2 separate regions of the Drosophila melanogaster genome follow, and region 1 is linked to region 2. Evidence: chromatin contacts called from public Hi-C data. All regions are on one chromosome and are shown on one strand. The core of a region is the stretch at or near the end of the contact, and the rest is flanking DNA. Distances in the headings are between cores, read along the strand shown. Region 1 holds the start of lncRNA:CR46110 (long non-coding RNA:CR46110). Region 2 holds the start of Ppn (Papilin).

Region 1 (6,433 bases), core at 3,723-6,222, 1.2 Mb after region 2:
ACAATCAGCTGTTTTTGAGTGAAGGTCTCTTCGATTTTCAGCGCAATTGTTTTGGGACTTGTTTTCCAATCAATGGCCGGGAAAGTGCTTGTCCTTGAAATAGACTTACCTACAATATATCCAATGCAAAAAAGCAAGCACTTTTCATTTGAAATTGCACGTGCACTTTTGTTGCAACGGAAATAGCTCTGAACATGATTAATACCCTATATATAATATATACCCCTATCCGTACCTTAAATTCCCGGTTGTTTTAGAAAACCTGGAACTCTCTTGGCTTATTCATTCGATACCAAGAAATATAAACAGTTTTCTGCGAACTCAGTGACTTACTGGCGAATCGATGACGTCGCTACATGACGTGATCGAAACTTTAATCAATGTAAACAATATTCAAGCGATCATATCGTCAAGTAAATAATTAAGTATGAACTCAAGTTGTGTGGACTTAAATAAATTGCACGCCAGTCAAGTACTTGAAGTGAAATATACATATATTTATATTGTAATTTAATCTTTAAGATGCAAACACTGAATTGAGATCAGAGTATCGTTAAAGTGATTGGGAAAACAAATGTTTGCTGCAAATGTTTGACGGGTTAACGTTATTATACAAATCTTAATATAAATTCATTGATTCATTGTACAACCTTATTGCTTATTCGCAGAAATGAAAGCTAGAACACTCGGTATGTGGTGTTATTTTTTTTTTAAGTCAGTAACTCGCTCTTGTGATAAGCTGCACACTCTTTAAGCCGTTTCCGCTTCCGATTTTGAGCGGCACTTCCAGCGAATTCCTGGCCCATAAAATATGAGCTAGAATTGTAACCTAATCGGAGTTGCACCCGTGAAGTCGCCTGGCAAATTGCAGCCACATTAGCATCGAGAAAAAGGCATTCAACCCCCAGCCTTGATACGAGTATATGTATACCTCGTTTGGAGGCCAGAATCGGGAATTCTGGATTGGGAAGTGCTAGGGCGTCGCCAGGCACTCAGACATGTCTTATCGGGCTCGTGCTGTGAAAGGAGTCTCGGGCCAGGCCGAAGTTCCAGACTCACTGCTCACAGCTAATGGGCACAAAACATTTCGGCTACCTGGACACCTCACCTAATGGGCCTCGCATCGGACTCGGAATCGAAAACTGAATGGGTATGGAAATGGAAACGGATATTAATGCGTGTGCAGTGCATTTCTTCGGGCAGGCTAATAGACACATTTAGCATTTAGCACGCGCCCAAATGCATCGGCAAATGTCGACACTGGGAGAAAATGTGGCAAAGAGATTGAAGTGGGAAGACATTTCCTAGCTTGAAATATAATCATAACAACCACAAAAGAAGCAACAGTTTTTTAATTTCACCATATTTTGAAACATCAAAAAGAATATCTAAAAAGAATATGATAATATTGAAGCACCGATTTCTCCGGATTTTTGTAACTTTAGATGCTTGTTTTTTTCGACCTATGGCACTTGCATTGGGCGCCAATTGGCGTTGGAATCGAAAATGGAAGGGAAATAAACACAGGTAAGCTGTCCGCGTATCTCAGCCCCTGAAAGTCTCTGAATATCAGTGGATTGCGATTGCGGGCGGCCCACAACAGTTTCTCAGTTTCTCCAGATGCCGCTGTGTTGGTATTTATGCCCATGTATCCGTGGGTAAAAACCCCGATGAGTCATCGCCGTCATCCATTTCAGAGTGGCGATGCGTGCCGCGCCACTTTGGCATACATAACACACAAATCGGATTCAAAAGCAACAAAATCCAACATGTGCCCGCTCTCTTGAGTGTTTGCTTTTTGGTTGGGGAGGGAGGAGGGGAGATATGTATCGAGAGAGAATGGAGAAACCAAAACAAAAACGTATCTTCAAGTGGAAAATGTCAACAAACGAGCTGCGCGCCAAATTGCCACTTTGAGTGCATACACATTGAGTTGAGTGGAAAGTGAATCGCACTCGAAATCGAGCCACTATCTATCGGAATTAAAAATCGCATGCGATAACCGCACGACAGCCAATTTGTATCTGTATCTGTGAGATTGTTGCCTCTCTCGCGCTCTCTCATTGGCTCTCCCCCTTTTGCCGCATCATTCTGACAGTTATTGTGTGGTCTCCGCTTCACACCCACATTCGCCAGGGCCGCGAGAATCATGCGGAGCATACGAAAATCGCTCAGCTGGGATTTTCCATGTGGTTTTGTGCGGTTTTATGGACTTTTCGGACTACCGATTGTTTTTCATTGCTTTTGCGCTGGTCAAGGAGATATTTTGGGATGTGTGAAATTCCGTGACGGCTAACGGAAGTGTGGAATTACTTAAAAAGTCAAGGTGCAAATTGGCATTATTAAAACGAAATTAAGTCAAGGGAGTTGCATGTGAAATGAATTCAATGAAGCAGGAAGTTAACATATCTAAGGAATAACAAAAAAATGTAATAAAATAAAAGATTGGATAAAAGCTTAAATTAAGACAATAACATATAATCAATTAGTATTATTAGATAAAAGTGGGCAAAATATTGAAAATCTTTTAATCCATACCTTTCAACAACTTATCAATGATACTATTCTAGTTATAAAGAGTAAGACTTTAAATATCTCTGGCAACTGGTTCCGATTATTTCAATATCTTCTGCATCCCTGGCATCTACGCAACTTGAATTTCCAGGCTTGCCGCTTGTGTGCGTGTATCTGTGTGGGCCGCTCGCAGCTCGCGAGCGTGTGTGTGCGTGTGTATGCGAGGCAATGGCCAAGACGTCACCCGTCTGTTCGCTGCAGTGGGAAAGAGAGAGGAGTGGATAGCGGGAGAGACAGAGGCAGAGGCAGCGGAATGGAGCGAGCGGTCGGTCTTTGCCGTCGCCAGTTGCCAGTTGTTCAGTTATTTTTCGCTTTTTGTTAAGGCAACTTATTGAAACGCGACTGCAGCAAACGGCAGCGGAAAGCCACGCGGCCGTCTCCCTCTCACTCTCGTTCTCGCTCGCGCCACTCTCTCTGTCTCTCTCTCTCACCCCCGTTAATCGGCCGCAGTCCATCAGTGCCACCCAACCTCCCCCGCCCCTACGCCCCACGCCCACTAGTGCTCTCCCGCTCGCGCGCGCCGCGAGCCACGTTGGTTGGAGCGAGACAAAGATTCCCCGCCCCCCAAAGGAAATCCAGCCAACTTGTTGTTGTTACACTTGATTGTTTAACACTTTCACAAGTGCAAAGCCAGAACATTCCCAACAAACCGTCAAAAAACTGTGTGATATCTGCAATACAGCAACGCTTTTTTCCCGCAGAGCGGTAGAAATCCGTGGATAATTACGAAATATTCAACCTAAAGTCGTTCAAAGTTCGATAAACAACGGTGTGTGGAGCGGGGCGTGGTTCGCCCGACTTTAATCTACAGAATTGACTGGAAAAGGCCAAAAAGGCGAAAAGAGAGTGTGTGTGTGTGTGCTCGTGTGCTGGTGTTTGATTGTGTGTGTGAGTGCCAGCTGCACATGTAAGTTTTGTTTATAATCGCCAACTGGAGAGCAGCAACAATGAAAGTCAAAGTGGAGCGCACAACGAAAAAGCCCGCCATCAGAAAGCCCGAGGATCCAGATCCGGCGGAAGAGGACAGGGTCAAGATGGTGCAGGATGACCCAGAGGACCAGGAGAACCAGGCGGTGGATGAGGAGGAGCTGGACTTTCTGCCCGCCGATCTAAGCGCTGCGATATCGACGGCGACAACGAAAATAGCAACACCGACGCGCAATCTTATCGTAAGTGCGATACTCTATTTGTGTACCCTACATACGCGGGAGTATTATCAGTCGGAGAACGGGTTGACTTTACAACTGTTACTTTCTTATAGGTCACATGCACCTTGGTAGCTCGGTCATATGCTAAAAGAATCTAAAGAAACTTGACCAATAAGCCCAAAATTATTGTGCTACCAATAGCGAATGGTTGCCTTGAAATTCCCTTGCAGATAGTTGAATCTAGAAAATAAGATGATTATTCACTTATGAATTCGCACACTGAAAGGGTATTCGCGCTTCGTTGCCATCTGGTTTTATTGCTATTCACTCGGATTAATAAAGAGGAAGTGGGATAGAAGAGGATAGGTACGGTCGGGCGGTACAAACTGGTACTGCATAGAACGCAATAATTCCGTACTCCCCCCGGTTTTGGATATGAATCTCAACATATCTCACAGAAAGCGTCTGAATGCTAAGGCTGACTTTGTCTGTGAGGCGAAAACATATAGAAAACGGCACACATACGGGTCTGGAAACTTGTTTAAAAAATATATTGAACTTTTTGTTTTTTGTTGTTGCCTTGTATACTCGTCTGCCTTTTTTTTTATTATGATTATTCGCCGAATTGTGTGGTGCGCATTTTGTTGTAGCTTTCCATTGTTATTGTTGCCGCTGTCTCGTTTTGGTTTTTATTTCGTATTTACTTTGTCGACATCTTTGGAATTTCAATTTACACTTTTGTTGTTGTTTCGCGCTGTCACTGTGCCGCTCTCTCACGCGCACAAGGCAGTTAAATGGCAGAGAGAGAGAGAGAGAGAGAGAGCCAGAGAGCGCGAGCAGCTCACACAGATACTTTTATCGCATGCGAGAGAGGCAGACGTGAGTGGGAGAGCGCGACGAGTGCGAGTGAGTGGCTTATTGTGCATTCCCTCGTTGCACTTGATTCGTAGTCGCAGCCAAGGTTGCCCTCTTTGCATTTGTTTTTCTATTGTTCCACTATCTCTCTGTTTCTATTTCGTTTGGTTTTCGGACATTCCCCTCACCATCCATCGCCATCCCCTGTGTATCTTGTATCTGTCAGATATTTGCACCCTGCATCTGTTTCTTTTTTTGTGGCGTAGGTGCGGTCTTTATTGCTGCTTGATTCTCGTTCGCAACACGTGCATCGCCAATTTCATATTGCTGCACTGTGGCCAATAAGCCAAGAAACCGCTCGGAGGTCAAGGCTTTCGCTTCCGTTTCTAATTGGATTCCACTTGGGACTGCGGCAAGCTATGAAATACTGGATAGCATATCTATCTGAAATTTGTATTTGCCGCATTTTGGTGTGATTTTAAATTTAACTTTGACGAAGCTTATTGATTTTCAAAGATATGTTTTTAAATGTCTATGCTAACTGTCTATATCCTTAGGTGGACATATATATTTTTTATTTTATTAGCAATAATGACTGCCACTTTCGGCTGCCTTTAGAATTCAAAGGGAAATCTTGAATGCGAAAATAGACTTGTCTTCTGTTCGGCACGCAAATCCCCCGGCTAATACCAGACTTGACAAGCGAAATATATATATGTACATATATATCTTTCCACCCCGATTTCCCATTCGGCTGACATTCGAAATTATGCTGCAGTTGATTTTGCCATAGAATTAAATCCAATGCCAAGGTCAAGTGGCACTCAGATGCTGCGGCTCACCCCCGTTCTTCCCCCCCCGAATACCTCGAATCCCCCCTCGAATCTCGCTGGTATTCCACTTAGAATGTCAAGCGACTCACGCGTCGAAATGTTTGAGATGCAATGTTGGGTATGGTGATAGGATGGGGATATGGCGATCGGGATGGTGGGCTTGGGGTTGTATTTTGCGATTATATGTATACTGAATATGGTGCTGTGCACTTGAACAACTCAAATTGCCTTTTTCGCATTGCGCTGCATAAAACATGCAGCGTGCTACATAAATATTCCATGCATTAAAAGCAAACGCATTAAAAGTCACGAGCAAATCGGCTAACGAGCAGCGAACTCTCCTCGGAGATAACCTTTTTACGGATTTTTATGTTTGCACACTCGGGGTCAAGAGAATAGGGTTTAATTAATTGCAAAACACAAGCTGGAGATCACATGAGATCACTATAGGTATAGGATAGGATTAATCCTAGAGATTGTGTTATTAGGTGATCACAACCACTTTCTGCCAATAATAATTGCCTACATTTATATTTGATTCGTTTTAGTATTGATTTAAAAAAAAAGCCCTTTCGTTGCGACACCAACTGTACAGAACAGAACCGCAGATTCGTTTTTTTTAGCGCTTTATAATCACGATCGGATATCCAGCAGAAATTGCCAATTTAATGTGCGCATCAACTAAAAATAAATAAATATAAAATTGCCAATGCTTCGGCCGCCGCCTTTGTTGCCATCGACATCAGCGTGCTCACTTAGCCAGCAAATAAATAAATAAATGCACACACATCACAACAAAACACAACAAAATAAACAATTAATTATTGTTGTTCTTGTCTTGTTGTAATTTCGTCTTCGGTTCCTACGTTTTTTATGGCGAATCTTTTACGACATTTCGCCTTTGCTGTCCTCGCACTCGTTTTCTCATTTCTTATATCTTATTTGCTTTTATTATTATGGCTTTCGATTGTTCCAGGAAAATTTCCGGGGATTTCGAAAATTCAACCGCGTTGCTTCACGCAC
Region 2 (5,641 bases), core at 256-2,755:
ATAGGGATGTCCAGCATGTGCGTGAGATCGCCGGACTCATGGCTGCCATGGAGTCAACTTTGAACCGACCTCCGGGCTGCTCCGAAAGTATATGCTGGCCTGTCCGAGCATCTCACCTTGTTCTCCCTACCTTTTTGTGGGCAGGGAAGAGGGCACTTCAAAGCACACGCACTTCACCTACGAACGCAACTCTTTGGGATAAATATTTACATTTCCATTTGAAAATTTGATTTGATTTCTTCGTTTCTTTTTCCAGGGAAGGGGTTCGAATCGCACACACATTTCGGTGAAGAAACAGAAAGACCTGTCGATGAGTTGCAGGTGAGGTAATGGCATAATTTCTGGGCCAGTGGGTGGAGAACCACCGATCTGGCTGTTTGAAGTAAGATCGTGATGCCGGAAATTGAGATGTTAAAAGCGAAATTGATTGTGGTTGGAATTGGAATCGGCCCTGTCCGACCAAATTAGCTGGACTATATGTTGTTTAGTTGTTTTAATTTAATTTAGAATTCCTTGAAAAGGATACGCATTTCCCCCATGAAGGCCATAATTTTTAATACAACTTCCAGAGCTTAATTGCTAATGGAAACATTTTTGCCAGGACGCAGGACCAAGGACAAACGGCAATCAGGACTCACACAAATACAAACTAAAGCACATTAGGGGCGGGTTGGGAAAACGCTTTGAAAAATGTTGCAATTTTCATTAACAAACTTCAATTAAGTTGGCAATGTAATTTGGCATGCAAACAAAATGCTGGCCAGGATAATGGCAGTCGCGCGCAGTGTCAACATCGAGGAACAGGAGCAGAAACAGGAGCACCGCCTGTTGCACAGCGAGCACGTAGCCAGGATACGCCCACATCCACGGCTACATCCACATCAACATTCGCACATGTGAAAGGACAACTGGAAGGCAGGATGAGAACTCAGGCGAGGGAGAGACCCGTGTCAAGTGTTTGCCCATGTAGTTCAAACGGAATTAAAATTCCAATTGACACAGTAATTTGCTAGCAACACAAAGGGAATCAATTTCAGGGATTGCAGTGCCGCATCCGTCGCGTTTGAATGGATATGGATACATGTTTGTCGGATGCTTACCACAACCGCCTCGATAAATCCATTTTGTGGCTCCTTGCTGGCAGGACAGCACAATAAGCGTCGCCTCACTTTTCGCGTTTCTCACCCACTCGAATATATATATATATATATATATATATATATATATATATCTATTTATTTTGTATCGTTCTGTGTCGTTCCTTGTCCCCGCAGAGTGGCTAGCACTTGAGTGGAGCACCACTTGAGTTTTAATTATCTGGCACAGAGTTGTCACTTGAAATCAGAATCCACTCGGCACTTTGCGCCTGCTCATTGCCGCAGGATATATTAGGTCGAACGATCGCGCACTATCCTAAGAGTCAAAGTCGGAGTCGAAGTCGAAGTCGAAGTATCCGCCTCGATTCGGCACACATCCGCAGGGTTTGACGGCACGCCAGCAACTGATCGAGTCGCTCGCATGCGATCGCTCTAATTCTGTGCCACACAAAAGCCGCAGCAGAGCAAAAGCAAAAGCAGCAAAGCAAAAGCAGCAGAGTAAGAGCAGAGCAGCGGATCGGAAGCAGCAGCCCGATAATCGTGGCACCCAAGCTATATACAATAGCTGTAGCCATAGTCATAGCTTCTGTTCCGCAGCGATAGCGCCACAAAGGACGGCTTCCGCCCCTTCTAATCTCGCGCTCCCAAATTGAAGGGGTCTCTTGATGAGCCTACATGGCCCAGCACCCACCCAATCTTGTCGCTATGGCTTCTTGGGGTATATATAAATCTACTTAGTTTATGCGCGCTGCATTAGTGATCCTTTGCCAACCGGCCCCCACTAGAGACTAAAGTCGACTCGAGTTCGTTTTTTTTTTTTTTGCAGTCTTTGTAACAACTGGTTCCCCGGCGACTCTCGCTGATCTTTATGCATTGCACGTGTGTGAGGAGCGATGCGATGCGATACGATGCGATACGATACGTTCCGAAGTTGGCAAGTGATTTACTGACCCTGCCCTCCACCACCACATGCAGCACTCGCGTTGCTCTTGCCGTGCCTGTCGAGATCAAGCGGCGGTACTAATGAGCCGCCCCTGCCAACACATGTCGACATCCTTTGGCCAGTGATCCTGACTCGTCATAACCCCGAATGCATCTCAATTTCTCTCTAATTGCTACTGGCAAACACATGTGCGATGTGTTTACTCTGATTTGCTCGCCCATTTCACAGACAAATTTAGGCATCCGTTCTGGTGTGGGATAAATTGCAGTCTGGCATTGCAAGAGCGTCATTGATGCAGCATATTAGTTATTCGCAGCATCGATTTCACGAAATTTGATAAGTTCATTCATGAAATTCGCCAGTCTAGAAAAACTCGGAGCCTGAGCGCTAATTTCCGCATTCCGCTTAACTCGGGGTTCTATATATAGTTTATATCCAGCACTCAAATCTCAACCGAAATGTTGATATGTGTGAGAGCTCTACTATAATTATATAGAAATTCAAAAATCATCAAACTTTCATGTAAATGCTACAAAAAACAAATTTTTAACAAAATTTGGTTGACAATTTATCGGGATTGCTTTGAAAAAAACTAAGAACTTTAGCATGGTAACAGCCAAATGGGATAAGGATTTTGAGTTTTACAAGTACATCATCGCACGCACTATCAAAATATTATTTTGATAGTTCCAAGCTTTTTTTTTTTTGGATCTTGGCAGGAAGCTTCTACTTACAAATATGAGTGGTTCAAATACAACGATATTATCTCAACCGCAATTCATATTTCCGCCAAAAATAGTTCGTGCTCGCTGATTTACAATTTTATGCCGAAAAACCGAATAATGTGTGTGCGGTTATAAAAGTCCTTGAGCATAATTATATAAGACTGATGTTACAGTTATTTTTACCCACCGCCTTATCAGCACTCGGCCAGGGAAAGTCGCCTCCAGTTAGCTAATAAGTCGCAGAAATAAATTATCCACATTTCAAGGCGAACCAGCGACTGGCGATACAGGGAACGCGCTTGATATTATAGAAATTCGCAAATATATATGCTGAGAGGCGCGGACTTGATATAAAAAGCATCCATTCATGAATATAGGACCAAGTTCTAATTGGCTCCGCGGCGGAAGCCTGCTATCTCCACCAGTCGATATGGGGCTACGGACACCGCCTTGGTTTGGGTGAACTCCAATTAGCATGGCGATGACCCATTTAGTACAGCTTCCGTCTATGGGACAGGGGCGCTTCTCCCGCTGTCGCTCTCGATGCTAGAACGTCTCCCTTATCATCGGTCAGTTCCGCTGCCACTCTATATCGGTATCCTAAACGCCTAAGTATGTGGGTGAAGGGTGGTAGCAACGGCCACAGCGGCAGCAGTGGGATCAACAGGAAGTCGGATAGTGGATTGTTTTATATAAACAGTATATAATAGAGAACTATAGATTACAAGGCGATAACAAGGCAGATTTGGCAGCGCGTACAAACTAGAAACCTGGATCCCAGTCCGTTTGCTGGGCCTCCATTTTGGTGGTGTAGCACTGCAGTATATCGCCGGCCTGGGGCAGCACCTTGGTGTCTCTGAAGCGTAGTCCGCACTCCACGTCCTTCTTGATAGTATCCACTTCGTTCTTCAGATGTCGCATTGACTCCAGGGGGCCATCGTAGACAACCTCTCCATCACGCAAGAGGCGGAACTTTTGGGCCTTTTTCAGCACTCCCTTCGTGCAACGACAGCCCGCCACGGGAACTTCCTTGCGACCCTCATTGATGAGGAAGTTTTGCAGGACATTGGCCTCGCCCAGAACCTCCTCTACTTCCACTGGAGGCAACTTACTGCTGAGTTGCTCCTTCAGATCGTCGATTAGCCGGTAGATGATGTTGTAGCTTCGTATGTTCACTTCTTTGGCAGCCTTCAGCTGGGGAGTCTCCACTGCGAAGGCATAGATAATGGCATGGAAAGCCTTGGCCAGCTCGAGATCGCCCTCGGTCACATTTCCCACGCCATAGTGAACGATATCCAGGCGGCAGCTCTCGTTGCTGTTATAGGTCTCCAGCACATCAAGTATGGCCTCCACAGAGCCATGCACATCGCCCTTGATAATGACACTGACCCGAGGCTTGCCCTCGTTTTCATCCACCTGTTTGACCCGCTGGCCACCGCGCATCCGGAAGCGTCCGGCCAGTCGACGGGCTTCTCGCTCAGCTCTATACTTGGCCTGGTGCTCCTCCTCCTTCTTGCGGATTTCATCACTGCTCGACTCGATCTTTTCCTGCTGCGACTCGTGTTCGCGGTACTTCAGCACGGCGTGGGCTTTTTTCTAATCGCAAAGATGACACTTATTATTGTATTATGAATATAAATGAAATGCTGCACTAAATCTACCTCCGTTTCCACCTCGAGTATGAGATCACCAGCAAGAGGCAGCTCGCGCCAGCCCAGAATTTCCACTGGTGTGCCCGGTGGGGCTTCGCTCAAAGGCTGGCCATTGTGATCGAAGAGACCTCGCACCTTGGCGTGAGCTAAGCCACTTAGCAGCACAGAGCCTTTACGAAGAGTTCCGCGGGAGACGATGGCTGTCGATAGTTTGCCACGACGGGGATCAGTCTTTGATTCCACTACAATTCCCTCAACAAGACCAGTGGGATCTGCTTTAAGTCCCATTAGGGTGGCCTGTGTGCTAACAGCCTCGGCCAGAAGCTCGAGGTTGGTGCCCTTAAGGGCTGAGATCGGAATCACTTGTACATCACCACCGTGCTCCTCGAGAGCAAGCCCCATTTGCGCTAGCTCTCGTTTACTTTTTTCCTGAAATGAATGGGGTAATAGGCGTGCTTTTTAAAAACTTGTTTTCTAACTTACAATATTAGCCTCGGGCTTATCAATTTTGTTGAGCGCTACGATAATAGGAACTTGAGCTTCCTTCGCCAGTTGGATGACTTCACGTGTTTGCGCCATTACGCCATCTTCTGCGGCCACCACAAGGACAATAATGTCCGTGGCAACAGCTCCACGAGCTCGCATCGCGCTAAAGGCAGCATGTCCTGGTGTATCCAGGAAAGTGACACGTTCTCCGTTCTCCAAGGTGACGGTAAAGGCGCCTATATGCTGGGTAATCCCGCCAGCCTCGCCGGCAGCAACATCAGCACCTCGCAGGGAATCCAGGAGCGTGGTCTTGCCATGATCCACGTGACCCATTACTGTCACCACAGGCGGACGGGGCTGCAGGAGCTCTGGAGCAGCTGGCGGCCTGGGTGCCACATCGCGTTCCTTCTGCTCATCTGCGTTTGTTTCTTCAGGTGTGGCCACCACCCGTGTTTTGGCACCCAGTTTCTTGGCAATCTCCTGGATGATTTTGAGGTCTGCAAGCTTAAAAGCCGGTTCAATATTGTCAGCGCCCTTGACATATAGCATCGCCTCTTGAACATCATCTGGAAGATAAATGATGATCACAATTACTTTAATATATTAAGATATAACCAGTGAATAGAATGTTTACCCAGTGACCTTTCCAGTTCCTTGGCCAGTTGGGCCACGGTCATGTGCCTCCAGATGTCAGAGGCGCCTCCGCCCGCCGTTTGAAACTTCTTGGGGGAGTACTCT

The links. Hi-C and Micro-C count contacts between places; a contact is called where the count stands out from the background.
Region 1: a contact with region 2 is called in a Hi-C map of the S2 cell line, with 3 times the contacts expected there. A contact is called at or near these places in 3 of 107 Hi-C or Micro-C datasets (the S2 cell line and wing imaginal disc).

What each region holds. Positions count from the first base shown.
Region 1 is chr3R:29,770,079-29,776,511 of dm6, forward strand. It overlaps lncRNA:CR46110 (long non-coding RNA:CR46110), which reads right to left and starts at 4,973. Exons shown (of 1, transcript NR_133481.1): 1 at 4,246-4,973. All of the region lies in intron 1 of kay (kayak), which reads left to right.
Region 2 is chr3R:28,538,819-28,544,459 of dm6, forward strand. It overlaps Ppn (Papilin), which reads right to left and starts at 1,506. Exons shown (of 18, transcript NM_176575.3): 1 at 1,101-1,506. The coding sequence starts at 1,123. It overlaps mIF2 (mitochondrial translation initiation factor 2), which reads right to left. Exons shown (of 5, transcript NM_143364.3): 2 at 5,538-5,641; 3 at 4,901-5,469; 4 at 4,427-4,846; 5 at 3,456-4,361. The coding sequence ends at 3,528.